Linked DNA regions of Sus scrofa: region 2 is linked to region 1. The links are chromatin contacts, called in public HiChIP or PLAC-seq maps. All regions are on one chromosome and are shown on one strand. The core of a region is the stretch at or near the end of the contact, and the rest is flanking DNA. Distances in the headings are between cores, read along the strand shown. Region 1 holds the start of GP1BB (glycoprotein Ib platelet beta subunit). Region 2 holds the start of TXNRD2 (thioredoxin reductase 2).

Region 1 (5,751 bases), core at 2,435-4,934:
CACGCTGGTCCACAGCCTCTTCCTGACCGACTTGTACAAAGAGCGGAAGTTGCTCAGCGCCGAGGGTGAGTGAGCCTGTTCGGCCCTGGTACTGGCCACTGTCCCCTGCTGCCTGAAACTTCCCAGGGTTACCTGCAGGCCCAGCCCCGCTCCTCTGTCCCTAAAGCATGCCTCTTCCATTCAGGGTCCAGACCAGGGATAGGCCCCATGGCCAGGGATGAGAACGAGGGTCTGGGTTTCCCTGGGGTTGGGTGAGGGTCACAGAGGCAGGTTCAGACCCCACCCCCCACCACAGAACGCATCAGCCAGACGGTCGAGATCCTGAAGCACACGGTGGACATTGAAGAGAAGGGGGTCAAGCTGAAGCTCACTATCGTGGACACGCCTGGCTTTGGGGACGCCGTCAACAACTCTGAGTGGTGAGGCAGGCCTGCCCTGCCCGGACTACCCCAGCCTCCCCTCACCCCCCAGCCCCACCCAGCCTGGCCTCATGTGCTCCCTGCCCCCAGTTGGAAGCCCATCACTGACTACGTGGACCAACAGTTTGAGCAGTATTTCCGGGACGAGAGCGGCCTCAACCGCAAGAACATCCAGGACAACCGTGTGCACTGCTGCCTGTACTTCATCTCCCCTTTTGGGCACGGGTATGTGGGGACCCAGGCCAGGTGTGCCAGTTGCTGCCCATTCCCCATGGTGCCCCCTACCACCGCCTAGGCCCCATTTACACAGGTTGCGGCCAGTGGATGTGGGCTTCATGAAGGCACTGCACGAGAAGGTGAACATCGTGCCCCTCATCGCCAAAGCCGACTGTCTGGTCCCTGGTGAGATCCGGAAGCTGAAGGAGCGGGTGAGCCTCTGAGGCAGTGCAGCCCGGCCCAGACTCTGGGGCCAAGGGCAGTTGGGTTGGGTGGCATGCTGACTGGGTACCTGCCCCTCACCTGACCACCGTTGCCTGCCGCAGATCCGGGAGGAGATCGACAAGTTTGGGATCCATGTGTACCAGTTTCCTGAGTGTGACTCAGACGAGGACGAGGACTTCAAGCAGCAGGATCGGGAACTCAAGGTGTGTCTGCAACCCCATGGGGTGGGGAGGGATCCAGAAGCCTTTGACACCAGGCCTAGGGGAGGGCCCAGGCCCAGGCCCAGGACTGATCTGGGTGGCAATACAATCTTCCCCTGGGGCCGGGCCAGGGTTGCCCAGGCCCCCTCCGCCACATCTGGCATGTGCAATTTGGTTAATAGGTCAAGGAATGCTTGCCAGGACTGAAAGGCACAGCTACTGGTCAGGCCCCCACCCTCACCCTGCTCTCAGCCCCCTTCCCATGCTTTATCCACAGAAGGGCCCAGCCGGCCCAGTGGTCTCAGGCCTACGTAGCCCTAGCACCAAGAATTCTGAGCTCCAGGGGAGGACATGGCTTTGGGTGCCCCAGGGGATAGTGGCAATGGCAAGCCTAAGCTGGGGACAGGTGGCCACCAGGCCAGCAGCAGGGTGGGCCTTTTACCCCAAAGTCAGCAGGGGCCTCACTAACGGGAGGCATGGGCTCAGCTCTGGGGAAGGAAGGGAGGCATGAGGGGGAGTGATTTTTGATGGGAGGGTTTTAGGAGGGGATGGTACTCCTCCTTGGGCACTGCCCAGGCAAAAACCCTAAGGTGCAAGTTGCATAGGCTCTGGCTTCAGCTGGCAACAGGCCAGAGGTGGGAACAACAGGATCTCTTTGGGGAGAGGTTGTTGATGGTGATGCTGGAGGGGCCGGCCAGGTGCTGAGTGCCCACGCCCCCTCCCACCACTGACCCCACACCCCCGCTAACTGGGCATGAGCCCTTGCACCTGCCCCCCAGGAGAGCGCACCCTTCGCTGTTATCGGCAGCAACACGGTGGTGGAGGCCAAGGGGCAGCGGGTCCGGGGGCGACTGTACCCCTGGGGGATCGTGGAGGGTGAGTTAAGGCCTGGGGCACAGCACTTGGGTGGGAAGGCTCCACTGGGCTGGCGCCCAACCCACTGCCTGTCCCTGCCCGCAGTGGAGAACCAGGCACACTGCGACTTTGTGAAACTTCGCAACATGCTTATCCGCACACACATGCACGACCTCAAGGACGTGACGTGCGACGTGCACTACGAGAACTACCGGGCCCACTGTATCCAGCAGATGACCAGGTGTGCACTCCGCTCCCCCCCCCCAATCCTGTCCAGAGGTACAGGAGCTGCAGGGCCTTGGTATACTGGGGAGGTCAGCCCAGCCCCCAGCAGTTGTGTCCCTGGTGTCCACCCTACAGCAAGCTGACCCAGGACAGCCGCATGGAGAGCCCCATCCCCATCCTGCCACTGCCCACCCCAGATGCCGAGACGGAGAAGCTCATCAGGATGAAGGATGAGGAGGTTGGCAGGCAGCGGGGGAGAGCTGGGGCTGCGGGTGGGGGCTGGGCCCTTCCCCTTGCATTTCTCACCCCACCCTCTGTTGTTCCTGCCCTGCCCCCCAGCTCAGGCGCATGCAGGAGATGCTGCAGAAAATGAAGCAGCAAATGCAGGACCAGTGACCCTGCTGCAGCCCCACGTTGTCATGGATATACTGCCCACTTCCAGGCTGGCCCTTCCCACCCCTGGACCCCGACTGGCCTGGACTCGACCCCGGATTCATCTGAATCTCCAACAGGCCTGGACACAACCCCAACCCCAGAGTGGCCCAGACCTGGACTTTTCCCTACTGTTCCCTACCTGACCCAGAGACGCGGGGTTGCAGCCCCCAGCCAACCCTAATTTATTCTCAGCATTAGCTCCTCCCCTCATTTGTATCTGATTCTATGGGGCCTGGACAATGCTCCCCTGCCCCCAGCCCTCTCTGGCCTTGGGGGAGCAGGGGCTAAGTTGGATGGTGACTTTTGAGGTCACAGCACTCCGCCTCCAGGCCCTACTCCGAAGGGCTGGTAAATCAAGGCAAACTAGGGGAGCCGATCCCAGGATCCTGGCCTTTCCTCCTGACCTGGTGCAGCAGAGTGAACTTGGGAACACTCACTCTGTGCCTAGGTGGCCAGGGCCTTCTTACCTCCTGACCAACTCAACAGGCAGCTCAGCAGGCAGGTTGGGCAGCTGAAGCAATTAGGATCTTTCCAGACCTAAGGAGGCCAGTTGGCTGCTGGGGAGGAAAGTGGGGGCTGGGATGCCCGTCAACGCCTGTGACCATCCCCCAGGGCCATGGCCCTACTGGGCTCTAGGAGCAGTGGGGGTGGGCAGCCTGGCACCCCCATCCTGCACCACCCTCTCTGCCCCTGGGGGCTGGAGGGCTCTTCTCGCCAGCGCTCTTGCCCTGGGTTCCTGAGTCCTTGGTACCCCCCCTCCTTCTACCCGCATGATCCCTGCCTCCGAACCCCCTTCTCGGTTTGTTCATTTGTGAATGCTGCGTCCTGTCCTGGTGACAGGAGAACAATGTTGGTGAACTCGCAGAGGGTGTCCGTGTGCTCCCTGCACTCCTGGAAACGGTGGGGCGGAAGTTGGGTCGGCCGGCGGCCTGGCGATAGCGCTCTATCTGCGCCGCGGGCTCGGCCTCCGGGTTATTTCTGGCGGGGAGGCCGCGCTGCGGTCGGTTCCGCGGGCACGCTCGAGCCTGGCAGGGGCGGGGCGGCCTTATCGCCTGCTTCTGAGGCCATTGCCTCGTGCTCCAGAGCTAGCCGGTCGCCATCCTCTCGCCATGGGCTCCGGTGAGTCTGGGGTCGGAGGTGCTCGGTCCTTTTGGCCTTAGTCGAGAGATACCTGGGTCAAACTCAGCGGGTACTTCCAACCTGCGCGACAGGCAGTCGGGTGGAGAGGCTCGCGGGCGACTGAGGGGTAGGGGGCGCTCAGGAACCCTGTCAGGTGGCCCGCTGGCCGGCCTCATCGTGGCGCTTCCCTTCCAGGGCCGCGCGGCGCGCTGAGCCTGCTGCTCCTGCTGCTCGCGCCGCCGATCCGCCCGGCCGTGGGCTGTCCCGCCCCGTGTCGCTGCGCGGGGACGCTCGTGGATTGCGGGCGTCGCGGGCTGACCTGGGCCTCGCTGCCCGCTGCCTTCCCGCCAGACACAACCGAACTGGTGCTGACAGGCAACAACCTGACGGCGCTGCCACTCGGGCTGCTGGACGCGCTGCCGGCGCTGCGTACCGCGCACCTGGGAGCCAACCCCTGGCGCTGCGACTGTCACCTGGTGCCGCTGCGCGCCTGGCTGGCCGACCGACCTGAGCGCGAGCCCTACCGCGACCTGCGCTGCGCGGCGCCCCCGGCGCTGCGCGGCCGCCTGCTGCCCTACCTGGCGGAGGAAGAGCTGCGTGCCGCCTGCACGCCCGGCGCGCTCTGCCACTGGGCACTAGCGGCGCAGCTCCTGCTTCTCGGCCTCGGGCTGCTGCACGCGCTGCTGCTGGCGTTGTTGTTGTGCCGCTTGCAGAGGCTGCGCGCCCGCATCGCGCGCAGGTGGGCGCTAATCACACCACTGGCAGCTGAGCCCGCGACAACCGAGCAGAGCTACTGACGGGACCCGCCGCGAGCGCGTCCTCCGCTGGCACAGTCTCCCTGACATGCCTCCGCAGCCCCAGCACAGGAGCCCTGCTGCTGCGAACGCACCGCCGGCGAGGGAACCCACGCCCTGGACGCTGGGGCGGGCCCGGGTCCAGCTGCCGCCTAGACCTGCTGAGCCACCTATGCCATCTTCAGTGCGAATAAACCCTGCTCCCCTCTGGCGGACCTGTGCACCATGCGACCCGAACTCTCCCTCCCAAAAATGAGGAAAAAGTCCAGGGGCTGGTTCAAGGGGGCACATCACGTTGTCATACACACACATCACCTCCTGGCAAGAGCGAGGTCCATGAGCAAACTCCGCGACACTGGCTTTCGCTGAAGTTTAAGTAGGAAGAACTCAAGGGACAGTGACCAGGCTGTGGGGATCGAGTACACTGAGGGGACAGTGGGGATACTGGAGAGAACACTGGGGACAGTGAAGGCCCCAGGAGCAGTGTAGATGCAAGAAAGAAAGGATGTTGGGAGTGGCAGTTTCTGGGAGTTAGGGTCTTCAAAGTGGCTCTGAGGACAGTTCAGGGTGTGAATTTTCGCCAGTGGTAGTGACCATGCCATGTAGGTAGCTTTCAGGGGTCAGGGCTGGACAGGGATGATGAGAACCATTGGGTAGTCCAGCTGGGACTTCCCAGGCGCCTGAGAGAGAAGCTCTGGAGAGCCGGGAGGCGAGGTCCCTAGAAGTTCTCTGCAGGGGTGAGGAGGCACAGGGTTAAAGGGTCTCTGGATCCTGTCCTCTGCCTGGCCCCCTACTTCCTGCATGAAGGTGCCTGGACTGCCTCTGGTCCCTGGTCTCCCCTGTGCCAGCCTTGAGTCCAGGCCCAGCAGCCAGGGCCTGGGAATCCTGCACAGATGCCCCAGCGAGGTACAGGCTGCTAACAAGGGCCTTGGTGCTCCAAAGAGAAGCGGATGCGTTCCTCACCGCTGGGGTCCTGCTCCTGCCCTAGGCATGGCCTCCACCTGGCCTGCAGTGAACAATGAGGGCTGCTCACTCTTCACCCCAAATGACCCTGATGAGGAGCCTCAGGCCTGGCCCCAGCTGCCTGGCACAGGAAGCCTCCCGGCCCCACTGACCCGGTCGGGGAGGCTGCCACTGACATGGCCTTTGTCCTGGCCTTTGTGGGACAAGACAGATGGCCGATACTATCTCGGGGCTGCTGGTGGGACGCGAGGCAGGAGTCACTCCCTCCTTTGTGGCCAGGTGTGTGGCATCCGGTCCATT
Region 2 (5,751 bases), core at 2,081-4,580, 120 kb after region 1:
GGGATGGGGGGGCAGGGAGGATGGGTCAGCAGCTCCCATGGGCAGACACCTTGACCTCCTCCTGACCACTGTCTTTGTACTGCCCCCGCCACGGCAGCTCCAGGCCCACCCTCCTCCCCCCACCCCTCCCCTCCCCAAGTTCCAGGCCCAGAAGGTCAGCACCTTCCCAGGGCCCACCCCAAAATGCTCCCTGGGGGGCATCATGGGTTGGGGGTGGGGGTAGGCCCCAGCTCTATCAGGTACATGTAAAATAGTGAGGAGGGGGAGGGCGAGATGAGGGAGGGAAGCGCTGGACCGTGGGTACAGGAGGCAGGTCCCAGGCTGGGACAGGAGCTAAGGAGGCAGGCTCTGGTGGGCTATGCTGACTGCTGTGTGCTGCACAGATAAGACAGCTGGGGCTCACAGGGACCAGGGCACAGTCCAAGGCTATTGGGGTGGCTCTGGAGGCTGCTGGGCCAGCTGCAGAGACAATGCATTCAGCTTGGGGCTGCATAGGGCGCACCCCCACACAGCCCTGGAGAGCCCCCCTGCCCTTTCCAGGGGTTTGGAAGCCTGGGACACAGGACACCTACCTTCCTTGGCACAGGCCAGGCCGCCGGATCCTCCGCCAATCACCAGGAGGTCGTAGCATTGCTGCCCTGCTTGGGTGAAGGGGAGAGGTGAACAGGCAGGACCAGGAGGAGCCTGGGCACATCCTGGAGGCAGGCAGCTCTGTCCCATCGCGGGTGATGGGGGCTCCACTCTCTGGGATCAGAGAGCTACCCTATGATGGCAGGAGGCATGTTGTCTGCCCAGATGCCAAGACTATGTAGGGCCAAAGCCAGCAGGGCTATAACCACGCCCACGATGTCAGGAAGGCAATTTCACTGGCAGGACTGCCCTGAACTCAACTTCATCCAATGTCTGAGCATACGCTGTATGCTCACTTGCGTTGAGTCCACTTGTCTTTCAGTTGTAAAGGTCACCCTTGGTCATAAGTCTGGTGGCCCTTGCAGTGGGAGTAAGGCCAGGCCTCTGAGTGCCCGCAGGACTGGGAGTGCAGCGACTCTGAACTGCCTTGGGGCTTGCATTCTCCACCCCTGTCCCCAGCACAGAGGTGGCTGGAGCCTCTCCTGCCCTGCAGGTGTTACCTGTTTTTCCTGCAAATGCTGGCGCAGGAGGGGTGGTGAGGACAGGTATGTCCCTAGGGGGGACAGCCTGTGAGAGCTCCGGGCCAAGGCAGGGGTCAGGGCACCCAGCACCAGGCCTGCTCCCCCTGGAGGGAGGAAGGCATCACAGAAAATCATCAGGTCATGGGGAAGGAGGGGAGGAAGGTGGAGGAAGCTGGGGGCTGCGTCCAGGTCCACCCTCTCCATTGCCCATGCTGTGGGGGAGGCTCTGACCAGGAGAATATCCCTACCTTCCATGGCAGGTGCCTGTCCTTCCTGCCGCCACAGCAGGGCCCCTGCTGCATCTCCGTGCCCCACGGCCCCACTCTATCAGGCAGAGGGCAAAGCAAGCAGCTGGCCCCAGGGATTGTGGGCTTATCTTTGGCGGTTTGTTCTCCCCACGGTGTACGCCCAGGAGCCCTGTTAGTCTGATAAACACTTGGAAGAGGCAAGAAATCTGCCCTTAAACACCTGAGAGGGTCTGAGGAAACTGTCAATGGGGAAGGGTCCTAAAGGACCCCCAGGCAGGCAGGGTAGGCACTGCCCTTAGGGTGTCAGCTGGAGATGTACCCACTCACACCATGGGGCGCCATAGGGCACCTCACAACCACTCCTCTTCCCTGCACACAGGGCTCAGCCTGAAAAGGTCTGTCTTGCCCTATATCCTGAACTCACTTTCCTTTAATTTTCTGCTCCCCTCTGAACCTGGTGCCTGATTTGCAACCAGCAAAGAGCAGCCCAGCAAGTAGGGCCAGGTTGCTGAGGGAATGGTGTTTTGGGGAAAGTAGAAACTCCTGGGTGCCCACAGGCCACTGCAAGCCAGCTTGGGGAGCATCCACACAGCTGTCCTCCTTCCATGCTCTTTCCTGGCAGCAGAGGTTACGGGAATGGTGAAAACCAGCAGCACGGTCACTCCAGTTCCTGTTCAGGGGCTACATCGGCCACCCCCATGCTGGACAGAGCAGGTGTCTTCCTGCTCAGAGGAGTTTCCGGCCTAAAATGGAAGCTGAGGCTTAAAATCAGACCCTGGAGTCCTTGCTGGGTGTTGGCACCATCCCCCCACCCTGTGAGCTCCTACTCGCCCTGGCCCTGGGGCTCCCCTCTGGCCTTGAGTGTGGAGACAGAAGCCAGGGTCAAGTTCTCCTACCAGCCTGCAGGGCCTGGGCTTGACTGCAGCTGCATAAGGGCTTTTAAACATTGCAAAGTTCCGGTGTGACATGTGCAGCAAGGTCCTTAGGGCCAGCAAAGCCACTGAAAGCAGTGCTCCGTCCCCACCTCCTGAGCTGGTAACTGCCTCCCCAGACTCTGCAGGGCTACCCTAGCCCTGCTCCCCAGGCCACGGAGGCACAAGGCTGGCCAAAGGCCAGCCACTCCTCCCCTGGGCACCATCTCTGGGAAGGAGCTCTTTGCTTGTCCCTCTTCCAGCCCCTCAGCACTCACTCCCTGTGGGGTCATCCAGGGGTGAGGTCTGGGGGGTGGTCCCTGTTCAGGTATGTGGTGGGGAGCATGCATCATGCTTGCGGTGGCCCACTGCCATGGCAGTTATGGTGGTCCTATGGTCTGCTCTGAGGGAGCCAGTCCTGCAGGGCTGGCCCCAACCCTCCCCTGTGCCCAGCCCCCCTCCCCTTGCTTACAGTTATGGGATCTCCATCTGGTTTGGCCCAGGACCCTTGATAGCTCAGGAGGTCCAGCAGCCAGTCCTCTCCTCCCCTAGAGCCCCCATAGGGCAGTGAAGAGCCACAGCACCAGCAGAGCTCAACACGTGGGTTCCCTTGGTCCCCTCTGTGACTCCCTGCCTGTGCATGTATTGAGCACATGCTGCTGTGTGGCGCTAGGACTGGGCAGGAGGTGGCGAGATCTGGCACGTGGGGTGTGCAGGGCACCCGCACGTGGTGGCCTTGCCATTATCACCTCTGCCAGGACTCTAGTTAACGCTGGGCTGGGGGACCAGGCAGTGGTCACTCCGCTCGGCAGGACCTGCGGGAGACCCCCTCCTCCCCCGCGAGGACTCCCGCCCTAGCCCCGACCCCCTCTCAGACCTCCGACCCCACGCCCGTTCCGCCCCGTCTGCCCCCGCAGGACCTGCTGCGCCCCGCGCCCCTCCCGGCACGACCCGCAAGCGCCACCGGAAGAGCCCGGCAGGTCCCCGCAGCGCCGCCATCGTCTCAGCAGCCGCAGCCTTTGGGTCCTCGGCCAGACCGGGCTGTCTGCCGCGCTGCCTGCACGGACGGCTGCACAAGGTGGGTGCGCCCGCGAGGGTCCACCAGGTGGGGTCCAGACGAGGAGTGGGCGTCTGGGGCCGATCAGGGCGCCTCGGATGTCGGGGAGAATTAGGACTCTGGTGGAGTTCCCCCTGGGGTGGGGTTCTCCGGACCTGGATGGGGGTTCGGACCTGGGATGGGGATCTCCATACTTGGGGTGGAGGGGGTTCTCCGGACATGGGGCGGGGACGGGATCCCTGGACATGGGGAGGCTCCCACCCGTGGTGGGGTCTCTGACCTGAGATGGGGTCTCTGACCTGGGGTGGGGGCTCTGGACATGAGGTGGGGTCTACTGATATGGGGGCCGGTGGTGGGAGGGAGGGGGAGTCGTGGTGCAGGTCCACTTGGTCACAGGGGCCACTACAAGCCTCCAGGACTCAGACCTTGGGGTTGAGGGTGGCTTCTGGGAGAGCTTGGACCTGGACCAGGTTTCAGAATCAGAGTCTGACTCACTGCCCTTGACCTCTGGAGGGAGACAACTGTGGGGTATGGTCAAGGGGCCTAACCACCTCCCAGGGGCACTGCTGGCAGGCCCTGGACTGCCCTGGGCCTTTCCTTTCAGCAGATTGGCTGCCCCACCAGGAAGGGGAAGCTGGGGTATGACCTGCCCCAGACCAGCCTTTTAGGCTTTTCCAGCCGGATTCCTGAATACTGCTGCTTGCCAGGGCTTTCCACTCCTGGGGCATCCTTGAGGCTTGCCCGAAGACTGGAGTTAGGAGAACACAGCAGACTCTGGTAACTGCACAGTAGAGGAAGGACTTGAATCCCTCTAGACTTACTCAGAGAGGGCTGGGCCTTTAAAAGGAGGGTGGGGGAGTTCCCAGGGTGGCCCAGCGGAAATGAATCTGACTAGGATCCATGAGGGCGCAGGTTGGATCCCTGGCCTTGCTCAGTGGGTTAAGGAGCTATGGCTACGACCCCTAGCTTGGGAACCTCCATATGCCGCAGGGCAGCCCTAAAAAAAAAAAAGAAAAAAGAAAGAAAAAGAAAAAGAAAAAAAGATAAAAGGAGAAATGCGGCAGACATTGAGGCTTGAGAGAGTCAGGGAGTGAAAAATTACAAAAAGTGGAAAGAGACCATGGTCCATGTGACACCCATTTACACAGTAGCTGGAATTTGGGCTCCTGCCTTCCTGCAGAAGCTGGGAGGTGCGGCTACAATGGTTGCTTTCTTTGCAAGCAGTAAGTGTTGGCAGGCATCTTGGGAGGCTGGGCTACCCTGCAGAAGTGGCCTTGAGCTTTGTGGCACAGTTAGTGTTTGTTCCAGTCTTTATAGGAGGCCTTTATAGGTGGAGAAGAGGGCTCTGAGGGGCCTGGTTGGGGTCTGTCAGGGAGAATCTCATTGCTGAATGGTTGGAGCCAACAGTAAACCCTGTTTTTGAGTCCTGAGGTCAGCCAGTTGAGAAGATTTCGGATGTTCAATTCTCAGCATCTTTAGTTGGTGGGATGAGGCCATAGTGGCAGCCAGATGGATTTCCTGGCTTGCAGTGTGAATATCTGTGCTGATGGCATAGACATCAGAGTTGCAGGCAAGCCCGTGTCCTGGTGCAGAGCCCAAGGGACATGGGATTTTTGATGGCTGAATGTAATGGCCCACATGTGACGGGTGGTGGTGAGGGGTTCTCTGAAGTTCCTGCCACCTGGTCTGCCTTCAGCTTTCAGGACTTTGTCAGACCCTGAGGGCAGGGCAGCTACAGGACACCCAAATCCAGGAAGGTTCTGAGCAGTCGGCTTTTAGTTCTTAGTGACACTGAGCCAGAGGGAGGGAGGAAAATGGGGAAAATGAATATTTGGAGAGTTGTAGCAGATATTGAGGAAACAGAAAGAACTGGGGGTTTGGTGAGGGGCAACAATGTGAGGTGACAGTGCAGTCTGGTTTACATGTCAGACCTCAGACACGAAGGACAGGCCTGGACCCTTATGACCCACAGTTTGTATTATTTTCTCCACTGGGACAAAATTGCTCTCTGTGGTCATTTCCCTTTTTGTTTTTTTGTTTTTTGTTTTTTTGTTGTTGTTGTCTTTTCTAGGGCCACTCCCGCAGCATATAGAGGTTCCCAGGCTAGGGGTCTAATCGGAGCTGTAGCCACTGGCCTACGCCACAGCCACAGCAACGCGGGATCTGAGCCTCATCTGCAACCTACAGACGACCACTGGCCTACACCACAGCTCACGGCAACGCCGGATCCTTAACCCACTGAGCAAGGCCAGGGATCGAACCCACAACCTCATGGTTCCTAGTCGGATTTGTTGACCACCGAGCCACAACAGGAACTCCCATTTCCCTTTTTGGTCGAAGGTAATCACAGTCATGTTTTTGTTTACAAAATAGTTCAGGTCTCC

The links. HiChIP or PLAC-seq counts read pairs in DNA pulled down with a chosen protein or histone mark.
Region 2: an H3K27ac HiChIP or PLAC-seq map of alveolar macrophages shows a contact between it and region 1, with 7 times the contacts expected there. The contact joins the promoter of TXNRD2 here to the promoter of GP1BB in region 1. A contact is called at or near these places in 5 of 5 promoter capture datasets (fetal liver, fetal skeletal muscle, liver and 1 more), 23 of 47 Hi-C or Micro-C datasets (blood, brain, embryonic fibroblasts and 14 more) and 2 of 2 datasets of contacts at active chromatin or transcription factors (alveolar macrophages and skeletal muscle).

The regions. Positions count from the first base shown.
Region 1 is chr14:51,257,413-51,263,163 of Sscrofa11.1, forward strand. It overlaps GP1BB (glycoprotein Ib platelet beta subunit), which reads left to right and starts at 3,685. Exons shown (of 2, transcript NM_001141985.1): 1 at 3,685-3,694; 2 at 3,890-4,491. The coding sequence starts at 3,685. The coding sequence ends at 4,491. It overlaps SEPT5 (septin-5), which reads left to right. Exons shown (of 12, transcript XM_001929628.7): 4 at 1-65; 5 at 296-419; 6 at 510-644; 7 at 730-847; 8 at 962-1,063; 9 at 1,840-1,936; 10 at 2,021-2,156; 11 at 2,276-2,378; 12 at 2,480-3,439. The coding sequence ends at 2,536.
Region 2 is chr14:51,381,766-51,387,516 of Sscrofa11.1, forward strand. It overlaps TXNRD2 (thioredoxin reductase 2), which reads right to left and starts at 3,331. Exons shown (of 18, transcript NM_001168702.1): 1 at 3,231-3,331; 2 at 573-638. The coding sequence starts at 3,309. It also overlaps a transcript of COMT not described here.